2 separate regions of the Triticum aestivum genome follow, and region 2 is linked to region 1. Evidence: chromatin contacts called from public Hi-C data. All regions are on one chromosome and are shown on one strand. Each heading gives the region's core, a stretch centred on a gene start, on an enhancer-like site or on the middle of the called end of the contact. The rest is flanking DNA. Distances are from core to core; before and after follow the strand shown.

Evidence for each region. Hi-C and Micro-C count contacts between places; a contact is called where the count stands out from the background.
Region 2: a Hi-C map of leaf shows a contact between it and region 1, with 4 times the contacts expected there. The contact joins the promoter of LOC123120458 here to the promoter of LOC123120454 in region 1. A contact is called at or near these places in 1 of 5 Hi-C or Micro-C datasets (leaf) and 1 of 1 datasets of contacts at active chromatin or transcription factors (leaf).

The regions. Positions count from the first base shown.
Region 1 is chr5D:244,864,492-244,870,845 of IWGSC CS RefSeq v2.1, reverse strand. It overlaps LOC123120454 (protein ZINC INDUCED FACILITATOR-LIKE 1), which reads left to right and starts at 3,472. Exons shown (of 18, transcript XM_044540448.1): 1 at 3,472-4,037; 2 at 4,378-4,418; 3 at 5,034-5,094; 4 at 5,297-5,399; 5 at 5,526-5,628; 6 at 5,742-5,795; 7 at 5,878-5,940; 8 at 6,010-6,059; 9 at 6,146-6,221; 10 at 6,311-6,354. The coding sequence starts at 3,878.
Region 2 is chr5D:245,205,486-245,212,100 of IWGSC CS RefSeq v2.1, reverse strand. LOC123120458 (dual specificity protein phosphatase 12) reads left to right here and starts at 2,779. Exons shown (of 7, transcript XM_044540452.1): 1 at 2,779-3,361; 2 at 5,932-5,984; 3 at 6,103-6,167; 4 at 6,246-6,324; 5 at 6,551-6,615. The coding sequence starts at 2,910. It overlaps LOC123120459 (U3 small nucleolar ribonucleoprotein protein MPP10), which reads left to right. Exons shown (of 12, transcript XM_044540454.1): 11 at 59-200; 12 at 578-978. The coding sequence ends at 633.

The DNA.
Region 1 (6,354 bases), core at 2,223-4,722:
GGACATGGATTTGTTTTCACCGGCGCGTGCTCTTCTCTCCTCGATGGCAGCTTTGCGCAGCCCCTCTTCCTTGAGCAATTGCCACTTTTCTTGCTTCTCCTTTGCCTTCTTCTCGGCCAATTCTTTCTTGATCTCCAACGACTTCAACAACATCGACTCGTTGGATTGCACCATGGCATCAATCTTCTCCCTCAAGCTCGATGCTTCTTGCTCTCTCTTCATCTTCTCTTTAGTCTTCATGTCGCCATCGGGCTTGTGCAAATTTCTTGGGCCATCATCATCCTCATCTTCATTTATGTTTGTAAGTGAGCCTCTCTTTGGTGGGGATTCTTTGTCGATCAACTTCCACTTCTCGCACTTTTGGAGCAACTCCCAACAATGCTCTAGTTTGAAGAATCTGCCTTCCGAAGCTTCCATGTTCTTGTATCTATGTTAAGCAATCTTGTCCTGCACAATGTGAACAAAGTGATCCAATCATTTCTCATGATGCAATATGATGATGCACAACTTGAACAATGGCAAAACAAACTCACATAGTCGGACTTCATGGTGCCACTAGGAGGTGCATTGCGTACTTGCTCCAAGCAAGCTGCCCAACGGCTGCACATAGGCTTGATATTCTCCCAACACCCTTGAAGCGACCAAAATGTGCGTGGAGTCCTATTGGGATGCTTTGCCATAATGCAAAAGTATTGATCTTCGATCCTTTGCCAATATCTCTTGTCGGTTTGAGAAGTACTCGTGCATGCATCAAGAGACACCGCACTCCATGCTTGGATCAAAGCTTAATCTTCCAAGATCGTGTAGTTCTTCGATCTTTGGCTTTTCCCAGTTTTTGCTTGCGATTGATCATACGCTTCCGCTTCGATCTCCTCCAATTCGTCCGCACAACCATGATCATCCATGCCGCCCTCCGTTTCATTGTAGTCGAACGGTTCGAAAGGGGCTTGATCAATGTCAACCGCGTTCGTGTCCAACAAGTTCACGAACTCGGTTGTTGCATTGTTCGAACCACCGCTATAGCGAACGATAACAAGTCACGAGCTATCGAGAATAATGGCGAAAATGAAAGGAAATCGCCAAGACCGAAGACGCATACCTTCCGGCCATTTCGTCGAACACCTCGCTCGCGGGGGGAGCGGCATCGTTGAACGGCATCGCCGGAGCACCTCCTTGCGGGGGGATGAAGTGAGAGGATGAAGAAGGCGGCTTCTTTGAAGCCGGAACCTTCCTCCGCTTTACGCCCACGGCCTTGCCGACCTTCTCCGCCGCCGGCCGGGATCACGCTGCCCCGTTGGCGCCCGGAGCGCGGGCCATCGCGGCGGGGGCAGCCGGATTCCCGCCCTGCACGACCACGTTGCCCTGCCGCTTGCGGGCAGGCGCGGCATGTGCTTGGGCGACGGCGGTGGGGCCAACATGGCCGGCGACGAGATCCGCCCGAGGGGAAGGAGCGTGCGCAACCTCGACGGTGACGGGGAACAGCATGGGGTCGTCCATGGCGGCGAGGGACGGCCGAGGAGGAGGAACCGGAGCTTGCGGGGGGGGGGGGGGGGGGGGCAATGGTGGCAGAGGGTGCGGGGAGCGGGAAAGGGCGCGCGGAATTGTCCCTCCCGCCAAATCTCACGGCGGATAGGGGTTGAGCTCGGGTCAGCCTCCCAGCCCGTGAAGATAGAGGTTGGGGAAGAAGATTTGCCGCGCCCCACAAAAATATTTGCGGACCGGGGCGGGATGCGGGGTCTGATCGTGCAGATTTTCCGGCTCCGACCCGCAATTTGGCGGTTATTTTACGGGCCGGGGCGGGATGCGGGGTCTGTTGCTCTTATCCGACGGAAACAAACACCACTGCTCACCCGGTATCTGGGCCAGATCTTCTAAGAACCACCCAACATATGGTCTTGTTTTCTTTTCTGCCCAAGCAGAGATTACTGGCATATATCATGACGGAACCAAAGGGGGAAGCTTCCACAATAATAGAAAAAAAGAAGAAGAGGAAGATGATTTCACTGCTTTATTAGATCAAGACACGGATCAGTGGGTGACAAAAGCTAGCCAGGCAACATGCCGGTGAAAACGATCGAATCGATCATGATGAAGAAATAATTCGGCATGTGAAGCCCTGGACCTAGCCTTTTGTAAAAGCATCTTTATTTTTTGAGATGTTGTAAAAGCATCTTTACCATCGCGTCGCAACGCACTCACACACACAGTCACCTACCTACGTAGCCGCTCAACCTATCTGTTGTACTCCTCTTCTCCAATGGCCGTATTGCTTTCTTCTTACTTCAGGCCTTGGTGTACTCTCATGTACACTTTTTCTTAAAGAGCTGGAATGGAATTAAGCACCTGTTGGTGCCATGTTTTGTTCAAAAAAAAAAGATTAAACCTACGCAGCCGCTCGTGAATGATCCAAACAAATAAGATTCGGCCCAAAGACATGTCCTTACTCCTGCCACTGGCCCATCCACCACTGTCCCCGCAAAGTATAGAAGTTTAGAAAAAAGTAGAAGTTTCGAAAGAAAGAAAAACAGAAGTAATTAGTACTCCCTCTATCCGACAATATTTATCGCAGAAATAGATATTAATGAATGCATATAAAGTTAAAATATGTCTACATACATTCATTTCTCCAACGGTATTGCCGAACGGAGGGAGTACGTATTCACTCCATCATAAAATAAGTAAACGAATGAGGGAGTAACTGGGTGCGGATCTTCGTCAAAATTGCCGTTGTGATGAGTTCCGGCTTGTGAATGAAGAACTGTTGTCACCGACTACGTACTACTCTAGCAAGTGGCATGATTCATAGGATTGGTTGTGTTCATTCAATGGCATCATGCTTACTTATCATGCATGGCCGAACTGATCGGCTGTCGCGAAGTCTGCAGATTAATCCGTGACAGTAACCACTATGTTGGGTGACAAAAGGATACCCAAGATGATCACTTCCGACCAGGGAAAAGGGAAAGACTGTGCATGTGATGGAGGAGTAGACGTGTTATTTTTTTTCTTTTATTTTTGCAGGGGAAAGAAGATGTGATGGACCAGTAGGCGTTTCATTTTTGTTTTTGTGGGGAAAAGAAAATGTGGTGGACGAGACTGGTGAATGGTGGTGGCATCTTCATCTTTGGTCAGGCCGTTGGAATATTTCCGAAACTGTTTTGTTTGCTTTTACTCGTTATAATAAGGTAAGCCATGGAATGCATCAGTTCGATTTCAAGTACAATACTCATATATACTCCATCCACCTTAAATCCTTTTTAAGTAAAGTAAACTTGTAAAATAACTAATTAAAGGAGAGACGACCAAGCTCGTATCTTATTTTTCAACCCCGGAAATCTCAGCTTTGTATTTATTTTTTTGGAAAAAAAATTAGCCCCGGCCTTCGCATCAGAACGATGCATACAACCGTAAGCCCAGCTTTGCACCTGGCACTTTCTCTCTATATATACCAGTGCATCGCTGGGGTACGTACCTTCTTCACCCTCAGTTGGTTTGCCAGCTTCAGTGACAGTAACTACGTACGTACTGTAAGCTGGATTTGTCTGGACCTCTGGTGCGCTGGTGGCTCCCGCTGTCCGTCACGCCGCCCGTGCGCCCGCTCCTGAGCCGTGACGTGTCCCTCTCGCGGTGCCCCGGCCGTCTGCTGCCAAGCGGGGCACACGTACCAAGACACGATCCACACGACAAGCTTCTTCAACTAGCCCCCACTCCGACTCCATCGGCCGCCGCTCGTCCTTCCTCTTCTGCCCCGGCCAGCCGCCTCTTCCTCCTTCCTTCCTTCCCCGGCTCAGCCCGCCGCACCTGCCGTCGTCCCGTTCCGCCAGCCAGCCATCATCTCAGAGTAGCCGTCGTCGTCGTGGTCGTCTGGCCGAGAAGGATGGGAGAGTCGCCATCACCGGCGCCGGCGCCGGCGGCTGCCGCCGCCAAGGTGTACTACGAGGGGTGCCCCGGGTGCGCCATGGAGCGGAGGAAGGAGAGCAGCACGGGGACCCCGTACAAGGAGCTCTTCTTCGTCGGGATCACCACCTTTGCATCATGTCAGTATATACTCCTCCCTGTCTAAAACGAAGAGGATTAAATTACTGGTACTGGCATGGTCGATCTTGCTCTTGTCTTGTCTTGTCTTGCTCCTGCGAGCTGGAGTATTTCTTAATTCATCCCTTCTCTCGGTCTTATCTTATAGCCACTGCACGTACTCATTTCTTAAATAATAATGCTTCTGCGTTCTGCCTCAGTTCTTGCTCGTAGTGGTATCATTCTTGGAGCACATACTCCGTATATAATTGACATATTATAATGTTATTACTCGGTTGTATTCCCAACATAACTGATCCTGTCTGTCCGTCCCTCTTGTCTCTATCTATCTATCTTTTTCAGCTTTGCCGATCACGTCGCTGTTCCCGTTTCTCTACTTCATGGTGAGTCTACCTTCACATGCCCATGCCAATTTTCTTCATTCAGTATTCATTTTGTCTCGGTGTTTGTTTTAAGACTGCATAATAGTCCACCTCACCCTAAAAAAATAACACTGCATGATAGTCTCGAACTGCCCAGACATGTCCGGTTCGTCGATAGTTTAAGATACTCCCTCTGTCCCATAATATAAGACGCTCTTGTAACTATGCGAAATTTACCTTTTTGCCAGTAAGCTGTTTTCATCTGTTTTTGCCACTTTTTAATGTTCGGACGGATCCGCATGTCAGTGATACAAACCGAGTGGCCAAAAGCAGATGCCATGCAAAATCCAGTGGCATATATGAAGGAGAGCAACTGTCCGTATCCTAGTGATCACCAGCCAACTATTCTTTTTATTTTCCTGAACGTTTTTATAACCCGACTGTAGGCAGGAAACTCCTTTCCCTGTGTCCCGTTTTAACAATAGGCCTATTCCAGTTAGTAGTTTTTTTGAAACGGATATTCCAGTTAGTAGTTATTCACTCGTTTTGCACCCCTATGATCTGCTATCTTCCTAAGTTATGTATTTTGCAAAATAGAAAATGAAAGTATTCAGGTTTTTCCCTTCTCTAAATCAGATACAAGACTTGCACGTTGCTCAAAGAGAAGAAGATATTGGATTCTATGCTGGATTTCTTGGTAAGATTTTTTTGTACTACATAACTGCCATTCTGTACCAACAAAGTTGATGCACATGTCTTTGTTTCACAAATGTACCAACGTTAATTCTAATTTTGTACTACATACATAGTAAAAGTTTCAATGAGCAACGAAACTCATGCATACTTTGTTTCAGAATAACGCCAATATTCGGTACATAACTGTTACATTTCTCCTGTAGGTGCATCATATATGGTTGGTAGAGGTTTCGCATCGATCTTTTGGGGCATGGTTGCAGATCGCATCGGACGAAAGCCTGTAATTGTATTTTCACTTTTCACGGTGTAAGTATTTGTGATGATATCTTCCCCTCCAAGCGGATGAAAATTTACCACAACATTTAGTTTTCATTTCCTTGTCTTTTATTAGAGAGAAAAAAATGTACACTAATTTCCTCATGCACATTTCAGCATTGTGTTCAACACTTTATTCGGATTAAGTGTGAAATATTGGATGGCTATCACTACAAGGTTGCTTCTTGGTGCACTAAACGGATTTCTAGCACCAATCAAGGTAACTTAAAAAAACAAAAATCGAGGGACAGTTGCAGGAATGAACGACAGCTGTTTTTGTTAATCATGTCAAATGTCTATTTCGATAATGTTATGGTTACACGGGGGATGCAGGCTTACTCCATTGAAGTTTGCCGGGATGACGAACAAGCTTTGGGCATATCAATTGTAAATTCAGTTCGACATAAAACACTTAACTACCTATGTGAAACATTACATGAACTCAGTTTGATCTTTCATAAACATTCAGGTCAATACAGCATGGGGATTAGGCCTTATAATTGGCCCAGCAATTGGGGGCTACCTTGCTCAGGTAATATCACAAGCGTTAATCACATTCACTGAGATTTTCATTTGACCATTTTTGTCTACTTATTACCAGCCAGCCAAACAATATCCACACATTTTCCATGACAAGTCAACATTTGGGAGGTACTCATTTCTCCTATCATTGAACTGTTCATACTTAATGGCATAAATAGTTGCCCATTTTCATGTCCGTGATCCCAATCATGCAGGTTCCCATATCTTCTTCCATGTCTTTGCATATCAATTTTCGCAACCTTCGCCCTCATAAGCTGCATATGGCTTCCGGTATGTACAACCTGAACTATGCATCTTGTATATGTAAATCTATTGAGTTTTGTTTGAATGCTATGTATTCACATTGATGCACTAAACAGGAAACACTACACAAGCACGCGAAGTTTGAAATGGGAGCTGAAAC
Region 2 (6,615 bases), core at 1,530-4,029, 340 kb before region 1:
TTGTGAAGTTATTCTATTTGAGTATTTCATTCATGTAACGACTTGTCTTCCTTGGCAGGTTGCACCTGTAGCTGTTTCAGATGCCGCAATGCTCGCTCCCGAAGAAGTTTTTGAAGGGAAAGGGGATATTAAAGAAGACGTGGAGCTTACACAAGCTGAGCGCAAAAGAAGAAGAGCCAACAAGAAGAGGAGATATGCAGGTATTTTTTTTCTCTTTGGGGTTTCACTCGCCTCGACGGCTTTTGAAAAATCCTCCCAAGAAACAATGAATCCTGCTCTCTACTTCATCACCAGGGTAGTTCATGGTTGTATTCAGTTGTATTACTCCCTCCATTCCTAAATATAAGTCTTTCTAGAGATTTCACTATGGACTACATACGGATGTATATAGACGTAGTTTAGAGTGTAGATTCACTCATTTTACTCGGTATGTAGTCTCTTATTGGAATCTCTAAAAAGACTTGTAGTATTTAGGAACGGAGGGAGTAGTATATTGGAAGATTTGGAGCAGCGCAATCTCACACATGGACTGAATTGTGTTGGCAACATGACAAAAACCTGCTACTTTGCCATGCAGAATCGCACAAGGAGAGGCCAGCCAAGCTGCGGAAAGAGAACTCATCAAATATATAGGAAGCTGCTGCTTACATGCTATATGTATTGCAAACCTTTGGAGTTGGTTGGAGGGAGGACCGCCACCAACAGTGTAATGCCTTTCGTGATCTGATGCCTGGCCTGCAATTTCAAGGCTCTGATGTAGCCAGTTTTCGAGCTTTCATGCAGTGTAAAAGCATTTCCTTTTAGAATTTCTCACAGGGAGTGAGTGTCTTCTCGAGTAGAATAGAATTGAACTCTTGCGAGTATAAGAGTGTCATGTACTTCCTCCGTTCCGAAATATTTGTCTTTCTAGTCATTTCAAATGGATTACCACATACGGATGTATGTAGACATATTTTAGAGTGTAGATTCGCTCCTTTTGCTCCGTATGTAGTCACTTGTTGAAATATCTAGAAAGACAAATATTTAGGAACGGAGGGAGTACTAGATAATGCATCAGGGTGTCCTTCCGGCACTCGAAGCCGAATTCAACCCAGAAACTGAGCAAGGTGGTACAAAGTTTACCATATTCGAATACAGTTTGACCATGTTGTACCTACATAGGTAAAATTTTGAGATTGAGGCCGTTTTGTACTATTGAGCGCGGGAGCATCATCATCATAGTTGCCTGCACCCTCCCCCCCCCCCCCCCTCGTCTGGTTCTTTCTACTCCCGGATATGTTCCTGTTGCACTAGTTATTGTAAGTTTGCAACCATTTGCTTAGTTCAAGTCCAACGGGCGCCCATTTTTTCCGTTTGGATAGGGCAATGGGGCGGCGGTCGGCTGTCTTTCTGATGCGCTGCCGTTGGGCGCATCTAATCCGGCATGGCTGTCTGGAGCCTCTATGTATACATTTTTTTTTGCCATTGGAATACATTTTTTTATTTCGTTCAACAACATTTTGATATATTAGAGTACACAATTCATCAATTCTTCACTAGGGAAGTGAGAACAAAGAAAACAAGAATTACAATTAGACACTTCAAAGGATAACCAACTTTCATAAATACTCTTACTAGTTGGATGAATATCTTCTTTATATCTTCATTGTTGATCTGCGGCTTCTCGAGTTTGTACGCTTTTTTCTTGTTCGATTCCAAAGAATTCGACATCACTTTACATCTAGTCTCATCTTTAGCCTTCATTCTAGCAACGAGTGCACGTGCATCTATCATTCTTGCTATCAATAGATCAATGTAATCTTCTTTCCAATACCAAAACTTGCATACATCCTACACACAAAATTGAGCAAGCAATAACCTACCGAAAATGCATCGAATCCAGTGAGCACAACGGAATCAAAAGAAGCACATACCCCATCTTTTTTGCACTTAAAGAACACCAATCCGGAATGTTCCGGCATGGTAGAAACCCAAGCGCACGACCTGCCGCTGGCAGTCGTCGCACTTTATGACCGGCAATGGTGAGCTGACGAGCTGCTGGTCCAGCGCCGAGCCCGGGCGGTGGCTGAGCGTGTCTTTGCCAGCGAACCGCCGACAACTTAGATCCAAGCAGCTAGAGGCGGAGTTAATACCTGCATGCGGCGTGGAGGCGTTGCCAGGGCTGTGCGGTTCGGCACCCGGCCAATCCATGGCAAGCCGCAGTCGCCGGTGGCTAGATGCGCCAAATCCAGTGACAGCGGCGGCAACCGCAGATCTACCGGTTGCGTGCCGTTGATGGGGCGAGAGAGGACAAGGCTAGGCTGGACAGCGAGGAGGCGGCCCGGGAAAATGGGCGGTGACGGCGGCTATGGCCGGGGCAGGGGGTGGGGGCGTAGGGGAGGTGAAGAGAAAAAGGAGCCTCTGTGTGCCCGACGGGCAGGTTAGGGGAGGACAAGGGCACGCGTCCCGCCCGTTATCTCGATGCAAACACGGAGCCGAAAATGAGTCAGCGACGGATAAAAAATAAACGTTTGTCTGTTTGCTCCAGCATGTTGGGCCGTGATTTATGTATATCTACCGGAAACGCGGCCGGATCATTTTGGGTCGTGAGTTGTAGTTGCCTCCTCACGTCCCGAGCGCGTGACTGAGAAAAGTGCTAAAACAATATGCAGCACTACCAAGCGAATGTCCTGCCGAGGTCATCCACGTTGAGTCGTTGACTCGTTTGAGTCCTGGTCATTCAGGACTAGTTTGACTAAACCCTGCAATTTCGAACTGCAATTTCTGTTTCAAAAGCAATTCCGCAACCGAGCGAGAGCTCAGCGAAAACAGCAGACAGCAGCAGCAGGGCAACCCACCAAATGCCCCAAACCCTCCGCTCCCTCCTCTTCTAGGGTTTCCTCCTCCCCGTCCGCGCCGCCCGCCCGCCCATGGCCGCCACCTCCGGCGACGCCCCGGTCCCGCCCGCCATGCCGGACCTCGTCCGTGACCACCTCTACTTCGGCGGCATCAACGACGCCATCGCGGCCCTCACCGCCTCCCTCCCGGACGGTACCGACATCACCCACGTCCTCTCCGTCGTCAGCTCCGCCTCCATCTCCTTCTTCACCGACTACCGCCCGGGCCTCTCCTTGCCAGCCGAGGAGGTCCGCCGCGTCGTCGCCGGGGAGGACGGGGCGCCCTCGGCGGTGGCCCCGGGGCGGCTGATGCGGGTGGTGGAGAGGACCGGGGAAGGGCTAAGGGTGACGCGGATGGCCGTGCCGCTCAGGGACACGGAGGAGGAGAACCTGCTCGACCACCTCGAGCCGTGCCTCGACTTTATCGACGAGGGGAGGAAGGCGGGCAGCGTGCTCGTGCATTGCTTCGCGGGGGTCTCGAGGAGGTACGCTTGCTTATCAACACCAGATCCCGGTTGCTTCCGTTGTTCTGTAAGCCCCACGTTTTTATTGTCTCGGTTTATATGTTCTTGTTTGCATGTCACGAAAAACTAGTTTGGTTGCCATATTTATCTTGTCAACACCTTCCTGCAAAGTAACTGTGAGCATTTCAAATCACATGAATGTCCATCTGTAATGATTTGGCTAAATGGATATTTTGTATTGACCAACCTGTCCAAAATCAATTTGCGGTCGTGTATCATCTCAAAATTACATATACTTTAGCAGAAATGGTCCACATGGCTGCGCATTATATAAGGCACATCTGAAAAAATTATGATACGTTGTATTCATCATCGACAATCTGCCATCTACTTACATATCAGTTTGTTTTGTAAAATTTCTGTTTGTCTGATGCTCCAACTGGTTTTATCTGGTAAATGCAGATTAAAATGTTCATTTGCTATGGCGGTTAATGTTTCAATCCTGTTTATGTATGCATGTGTATGGAGGGACATGTAGTGAACAGTCACAATAACTGTAAATAAAACTAGTAACTGGGCACTTAGCCAAAAACCGTGTGTTTTGCTGAATAGAAAATGCACATCATCTTATTTTTGGCTAAATATACAGTTAATACGCATCATCTCACTCGACACACACACACATTGATCAGCATTAGGGCATGTTTGGTTGTCCTTCACACTTTACCACACTTTTGTGCCATAAGTGTGGCATGCTGCAGTTTTTGTGGTGGTCAAATTGTTCGCCACACTTGTGGCAAAAGTTAGCTAGCAGCTGAGTTTATGACAAGTGGAGCATGTGTGACTAAGCCATTATGGCATGCCACAACTGTGGCTAGAACAAAACACTTGCCACTGTGGCGGAAAAGTGTGGATGCCAACCAAACATGCCCTATGTCCTTGCAAGGGAACATACTAACCCCCTTTTGCCGGGTATAACCAGCTGGACTACTAGGCTAATAGAAATTGTTACAAAAGAAACTGATGGTTAAGTGTGGCATTTTGGTTAATGCCTATTACCTCATACTGCTTTCTCAAATGTGTCTTGTATAACAAGCATGTCGACTGTTTGTACTGAAGTGGTTGTATAGTGGGACAATACACGACTAAAATTTGATTTTGCATAGGTTGGTACAAACCAATCCAGTTAAAACATTGCCACTGCATCTAAACCGGTCCATTTATGCTACAGAAAGATGTAGACATTTGCAAGATAAGCTGTCGAACTGTTTTTTCCCTGCATGCCAACCAGAACAAAGAGGCGAAGGCTGGTGATAGTGATGTTAAGCTAGAAAAGAAAGAGACCATGCCTATCAACGTAAAACCGGTGGATGCTGCTAATCTGGAACACCCCCGCCAGGCATAATAAAGTTTTAAATCTGACCTGCTGAGGCTGTGGGCAGTCTGAGGCATTTTGTAAGCTCCAGGCTGCATTGCATATCTCAATTTTTTCCTCTCAGAAAGCAAAATGCTACTAGTGAAGAGAGCAGAAAGCGGTTGTCCCATCCTTAGACTCCAGCATGCCTCTGAAGTTAAGAGGGGAGTGGTGTTTTGGTGTTGTTCTGGTGAGAAGAGGTGGACGCGAAACAAAGTTTTCTTGAAGTCCCACATCGATGTGTTTGTGCGTGACCAGGGGAAGCCAGCAGGCTTCACCTTTTTCTATGGCGAACCACGTTGGGAGTTCATGGCAGATAGTTGGTATTTGTTGAGTTACCTGAGGTGCCAATCAGTGCTAGCCTGGCTATGTGTGGGAGGTTTGAACACAGTCCGATACGACACGCTGACAGCTAAAGCATTTGAGAGTTAGGTTGGGAGTGGTGGTGGATGGAGGAGTTTTGAAATGTGGTTGGTGACACTGGTGTTACTTCAGTTTGCCATATACTTTGGCTATGATGAGCTTATCAGTGTTGTCCCTAGCAATGAGGAGCCATGGGTATGATTTGCAAGAGGATACTATTTTTTTTAATTCGCCGGAGCAAGATGGCTGCAGCATGTCTCTCGAGCAACCTGTGATGGATTGCGGCTAGCATAGAATTGTCAGGCGGTGGTGTTGAAACTGACTCGCAGAGCTGATAAACCCATGAAGCGCCACCTCTTTTCAGGGTCACACTTGTCTAACATATCTCCAATTGTAATGGAGTTCGACAAGCTAGGCAGAAGTTTCTTGTAGTTGAAACTATAGTCTTCTTGTGAAGGGGGCCAAATCTTGTTTTAACTGGTGCATGTGGCTTAATGCAATTCCATATTTTTATCGGTGTTCTTTGTTATTTGTAATCCTGCTATAGTAAGTAATGATGAGTTCAGTGAGTTCTAGTATAAAAGATATTCTTAGTCATATGGAACATTATGTTTTTGAGCTTAAGAATGTTTAGCAAGTAAGAAAGCTGACAACTCATGGCTCTTGGTAACCAATTAGTATAGGATGCATTGCAATTTCCACATATAACTTCCTATTTGATGTGCCGGAAATGGGGAATGTGTATTTTTCACTTATAATGATGCCATTCACGTTCACTATATAACATCTATTTGGAATTTCTATCATGCTGCAGTGCTACCATCATCACGGCATATCTAATGAGAACAGAGCAGAAATCTCTGGATGGTATGATTTTTTTTGAGCAAAATTTGTAATACACTAATCTTTAGTTTGTATGTTGCTTGAATTATCTGATCCACCTTTTATAATCCATGTGGCATTCACTACTTTATTCTTTTTCCAGAAGCACTAGAGTCCTTGAAGGAAATTAATGAGTCCGTTTGCCCAAACGACGGTTTCCTTGACCAGGTAAGCTTTCATTATGAACTGGTTGCACTAAATCTCACTAGATTTCTTTTATTAAGTCGAATTTCCTATACTTTGCAGTTAAAATTGTTTGAAGAAATGGGTTTCAAGATTGATACTTCAAGTCCTTTATACAGGCGCTTCCGCTTGAAATTGTTAGGTTGGTCATTTTCCAACATTATCATTTCGTCAAGTTCCCTTGCCTTTGTGGGCCTTCTAATTCTTGTGGTTGCAAGGTGCTCTCTTGCTGAAAATAGAACAGTTTGTCATAGATTCTGTAAAATTTTATCATATCAAGCAGATTCAGTTGCTCTACTTGCCGCCCCAGTGATATTTCTCAATCTTAGCAGCACATTGATTAAGTGTTTGCCTATTACTTGTCGCAGGTCAGTCCTACAAAGTTGGAGAGAAAATAGGGAACCATGTATTTGAAGACGATCCTGGAGTTGCT